Linked DNA regions of Ovis aries: region 1 is linked to region 2. The links are chromatin contacts, called in public Hi-C maps. All regions are on one chromosome and are shown on one strand. The core of a region is the stretch at or near the end of the contact, and the rest is flanking DNA. Distances in the headings are between cores, read along the strand shown.

Region 1 (2,810 bases), core at 224-2,723, 170 kb after region 2:
TGAATCAGAAACGAGAGACTCCGTTTTCTATCCTTTGGGACATAGAATGTCTCCCCATTACACTGCTCTTCGGGGCCAGGCTGACTCAGAGAACACGAGTTCAGGGCAGGGGGCTTCTATCCATGTTACTCTAAGGTCCGAGTTGAGCATTTTGGTTGAGGGCAAGCATTCAAAGAGTCAGGAAGCTATGATTAGGATCTTGGCCCCACCTCTCTGCCCTTGAGCAAGTCATACACTTCCCTGGACCTGTGTTTCCTTCTTGTTCAAATGCTGCTGATGAACTTTTGAGCCCTGTCTTTAGGAACATAAAATGGTACAGTTGCTGTGGGTAAAGTATGGTGGTTCCTCCAAAAAACCAAAAGTGAAATTACCATCATGGTTGAGCAGTCCCACTTCTGAGTGTACACCCAAAAGAACTGAAAGTGAGGTCACAGGAGACGTTTGTACACCCATGGTGGTATTATTCGGATTAGCTGAGAAATGAAAGCAACCCAAATGGCCATCCACAAAAAACGGAGAAATACAATGTGCTCTATACCTACAGTGGAATATTATTCAGCCTTAAAAATATGGGAAATTCTGACCCATGCTATAACATGGAGGAAACTTGAGGATAATATGTTAAGTGATATAAGCCAGTCACCATAAGACAAATACTGTATGATCCCACTTCTATGAAATAGCTAATACAGTCAAATTTACAAAGACAGAAAGTAGAATGCTGGTTTGCTAGGTGCTGGGTGAGGGGGAAAATGGGAAATCATTGTTAAATGCGGACACGGTTTCAGTTTACAAGACAAAAAGAATTCTGCAAACTGGTTACACAGCTGTGTAAATTTACCCAGTATTGCTGAAGGTTCATTTAAAAATGGTGAAGATGGTAAATTTATGTGTATTTCACCCCAGCTTTTAAAATTTTATGCCGAGGATAAACGGGAGAGCCAGCTTCACAGAGCTGCTGAATGTACAAAGTTCCAACATAATTAACTTAACACACAACACCACTGAGTTGTCCTCAGCAGAATGCTCAGCTCCTAGAGGAGGCATCAGCAGACGTGGAGAGCAGAAAGGAGACAGGCGACTGAAGGCAGTGGTACCCGCATCACACACTCTATGTGAGGGTCATCTTAGGGTTGTGTGAGCACCAGATTAAAACCAGTCCAAGAGCCCCTGGACATTGATCCAATCTCTCCCAGCCCCTCCTCTCCTCACACAAACACAGACAGTCCCCAGCTCCTTCTACTTTCATCTGTAAAACGGATCTCTCTACCCTCAGGCTGGAGCTGGCCTGACCCCGTGCACCCTGAGGGTGCAGAGGTCTCTGTGGGAGGATGTGAACTCAGCGCCCAGTCTCCCACAGAAAAGGGTGACCCGAGACTTACTGGATCCTTGGAGCAGAGCCTGGAGCACTGGGTCAGTCACGGAGGCTGAGGGTAAGGCGTGCAGAGCTGGAGCTGATGTTTGTCTAAAATCCAAAGAGGGGAGCCCCTGAGCACAGAAGACAACTCTTAACCCTGGGTAATTGGGGTGGGGATGGGGCTGAGAGGACCGGAAGCCTTCAAAATTTCTGTCAGTCCTTAACCACACCCCTCTGTGGTTACCCTTGCGAGATTTTCTAAGATGTTCTTAGCTGGGGTAACATACACATACCAGGAAATTTTAACTGTCTTTAAGTATTCAGTTCAGTCATTTTGTAAGTGAAAGCAAAGTCTGGCTGCTGGCTGCTCAAAAGCCATTCAGGAGGCCAGGTTGGTGGAAGGAAAGTTTGCTTTATTTTGGATACCAGCACTGGCGGGAGGGGGTTACACTCCTGACAAAGGTCGACTCGCCTCCCACCCCAACAGGCAGCAGGTAGGAGGTTTATAGACAGAGGGAGGGGGCTACATGGAGAAACAGCACGGTCAGCTCTGACAGTCCTCTTGCAATTGGTCATGGACGGCTGGACCAGCAGCATCTTGATTGTTTTAGGTACACTTACTCTTTAGTCACAAGGTCAGTTTGTTCCCATTTCCTCGAGGCCATTTGTCCCCATTTCCTCGAGGCGGTTCTCAGAATTGGGGCAGCTGTTGTCATGACTACACTCTGGCCATCAGCTCGGTACTCTCGCACCTGGTGGAGGTGTCCGCCTCTGCACACTCTCAGAAGATTGTCTGTAGCCCTTGAGAAGGAAGTAAAGGTCCGTGACTATGCTTAGTCACCACATGATTATTATTTCTTCTCCTCTGACTGTTGTCCTTTGTTTCTGCATGATTTCACTTCTTGGATTAAACTTATTCTTTGGCTAAGCTTTTCCCACAGACAGAAGGCAGGCAGAGGACATGGGGGTCAAGGACCCTAGGGTCCTACTCCATTTCTATGTTAAGTACGTTCACATTTTATGCAACCAAACTCTGGGACATTTTTCCTCTGACAAACAGAAACTACACATTCAACAACAACAACAAAAATCCCCCTTTATCCTTTCCCAGTTCTTGGCAATCACCTTTCTATTTTCTGTCTCAATGAATCTGACTACTCCAGGTTCTTCATTTTGGTGGAATCACCCAATATTTGTCCTTTACTATCAGGTTTATTTTACTGAGTATAATATCCACTAAGCTTCCCTGGTGGCTCAGAGGTTAAAGCATCTGCCTCCAATGCGGGAGACCTGGGTTCGATCCTGGGTGGGGAAGATCCCCTGGAGAAGGAAATGGCAACCCACTCCAGTATTCTTGCCTGGAGAATCCCATGGACGGAGGAGCCTGGTAGGCTACAAGTCCATGGGGTCGCAAAGAGTCGGACACGACTGAGCGACTTCACCTTCACCTTCG
Region 2 (2,866 bases), core at 268-2,767:
GTAGAGACGTGGATGGACCTACAGTCTCTCAGAGTGTCATTTGTAGAGACGTGGATAGACCTACAGTCTCTCGGAGTGAAGTTAGAAAAACAAATATCATGTATTAACGCATATGTGTGGAATCTAGCAAAATGGTACAGATGAACCTAGTTCCAGGGCAGGAATGGGGACACGGATCTACAGAATGGACATGTGGACACAGGGCTGGGGCAGGGAGAGGTGGGTGGGATGAACTGGGAGATTAGGACTGACATATACACACTACCAAGTGTAAAACAACCAGTGGGGAGCTGCTGTATAGCAAGCAGCTCAGCCTGGTGCTCTGTGGTGACCTAGAGGGGTGGGATTGGTGGGGGGGGGGTGCTGGGAGGCAGGTCCAAGAGGAAGGGGGTATAAATATACTTACAGCTGATCCACTTGTTGTACAGCAGAAATTAACACAGCATTGTGAAGCAATTATACTCGAAAAAAGCACCAAAAACAAGAAGGGTGCACCCAGATGTATTTCAGAGATTCCAGGAAGCTAGGCTCTACTACCTGGGGGTACCCCGCCCGCCCCCACCCCACCCCCACCCAGCACCTCCCAGGTCAGGGACCTCTCCCTTCCAAAATAGAATCTTTTCCCCCCAAGACCCTTTCATCACTGGACTTTGGAAGGACGGCACCTCTGGCTCTAAAGTCGCCATCTCATGACGACACCTGTGTCAATTCCTGTCATTTTCATTACAAGGTTCGGGCTCCCACGTCTCTTGGAGGCCGCTGTGTCCCCGCAAGTACTGCACGGTAGGAGGGCGGAGGGACCAGCGGAGACACCGGAGCTACAGGTGATACCGTCACACGCCCCCTCCCCGTGCTCACTCAATCCGTGCCCACACACCCGGGAGCCAGCCTGCACCTGTCACAGCTGAACAAACTCACACACCGCGGCTGCGACACACCGCCTGACGCCCCCGCCAGAAACAAGGCGCCCGGCTCCGCCAACCCCACAGACACGTCAAGGCGGCTCTCACAGCCCCGCCGTCCGCGCCAGAGCCCACGCGCGTGGAACTCACGCGGAGCGGAGCGGAGGCGTCCGAGCCCGAGGCTCACACGCACCAGGGATGGGTGGGCGGGCACAGCCGCGGGATGAGGTCGGGTCGCCTCCCCGCTTCACACACTCACGCGCCAAGTGCGTCACAACCGCAGGGACCCGGCCCGTGTCCCTCACCGACACCCACGCGCACCTCAGTCTGTAGACAAGGCCAAGCCCCATCACACACACACACATACCCACACTTATACACACACACACACGCACACGCTCGCACTCCCTCCGCAGCGGCTCCCGAAGCCACAGGCCGACGCTCCGTTTCGGGCCTCTTGACCTTTTTCCTCACCGCCACCGCCCGCCGCTTTCCACTTCAGGTTTCCTCCAGGGATGCTAATTACTCACGGCTCTGGGCCCAACAACTAACAGGGTGTCGGGAGGGAGCGAGCGCAGCGGTGCAGGTTAACTCCAGACAGCGTCGCCAGGAAACCAGAGCGTGGAAAAAAAAAAAAAAACAACGCGCAGAAAGCGCATCTCCCAGCATGCAACTCCCGGCGAGGCTAATGGGCTCGTGCCCCCAGAGCCCTCTGGGAAACGTAGTCCCAAAAACGGGGAATTTGCGGAGCTGAAAGCTCATGGGCTCTTTTTCCCAGCATGCAACTCCGCACCGGCCCGACTAGAGCTGTGTCTCAGAGCCTTCTGGGAAGTGTAGTTCTCATCTCGGGTAATACACAGGGTTCCTCAGAAGGCATCCCTCCCTGCGTATAAAGGAGCCGTGGCCCCCAGACTTGCGACGGAGTGTTATGCAGAGTCGCAGAGTTTGTAAATGCTGGGAATCCTGCCAGCCGTTCAGATTTGTTTTATTACTCATTTTAGTATTAGTATCATTACTGCTACTACTTAAAAAAAGAAAAAATCCTTTTTATTTTATTCTGGAGTATAAATGCAACCCACACCAGTATTGTTTGCCTGGAAAATTCTAAGGAGAGAGGAGCCTGGTGAGCTGCAGTCTATGAGGATGCAAAGAGTCAGACAGGGCTGAGCACAAATTACACTTATAGCTGATTAATAATGTGGTGATAGTTTCAGGTAGACAGCAAAGGAACTCAGCCATGCATATATATGTATCCATTCTCCCCCAAATTCCCCTCCCATCCAGGCTGCCACGTGACTTTGAGCAGAGTTCCCTGTGTTATACAGTAGGACCTTGTTGGTTATTCATCTTAAATATAGCACTGTACATGTCCATCCCAAACTTCCTAACTATCCCTTTCCTCCTCCTTCTAACAGGGAAAAAAAGCTTTATTAAGTTCTTACATATACATGTAACTTCTTACATGTACATTTTGGACTTCCCAGATGGCGCTAATAGTAAAGAACTCCCCCTGCAAATGCAGGAGATATAAGAGACCAGGGTTTGATCCCTGGGTCAGGAAGATCATCTGGAGTAGAGCATGGCAACCCACTCCAGTATTCTTGCCTGGAGAATCCCATGGACAGAGGAGCCAGGTGGGCTACAGTCCATCAGGTCGCACAGAGACAGACACAGCTGAAGCGACTTAGCATGCACGCATGTACGTGAGAGCTTTCAGAAAAGAATGAAGACCTGAAGAATTGACCAGAGCAGTAAGCTTTTATACCTTTGAGACAAAGAAAGGATAAATTTGTTAAGTATTGACAGTGCAATGGGCAAGTGAGAGTTCGGTTAGGGCTTGGTAATCAACCAGTCCATTCTGAAGGAGATCGGCGCTGGGATTTCTTTGCAAGGAATGATGCTAAAGCTGAAACTCCAGTACTTTGGCCACCTCATGCGAAGAGTTGACTCATTGGAAAAGACTC

What was found. A called contact is a pair of places that touch in the nucleus more often than the background predicts.
Region 1: a Hi-C map of blood shows a contact between it and region 2, with 3 times the contacts expected there. The contact joins the promoter of LOC121816554 here to the promoter of ZNF331 in region 2. A contact is called at or near these places in 4 of 16 Hi-C or Micro-C datasets (blood and liver).

What each region holds. Positions count from the first base shown.
Region 1 is chr14:61,511,219-61,514,028 of ARS-UI_Ramb_v3.0, forward strand. It overlaps LOC121816554 (cationic amino acid transporter 3-like), which reads right to left and starts at 1,474. Exons shown (of 12, transcript XM_060399104.1): 1 at 1,383-1,474.
Region 2 is chr14:61,340,502-61,343,367 of ARS-UI_Ramb_v3.0, forward strand. ZNF331 (zinc finger protein 331) reads right to left here and starts at 1,518. Exons shown (of 5, transcript XM_027978733.3): 1 at 1-1,518. It also overlaps the pseudogene LOC132657657.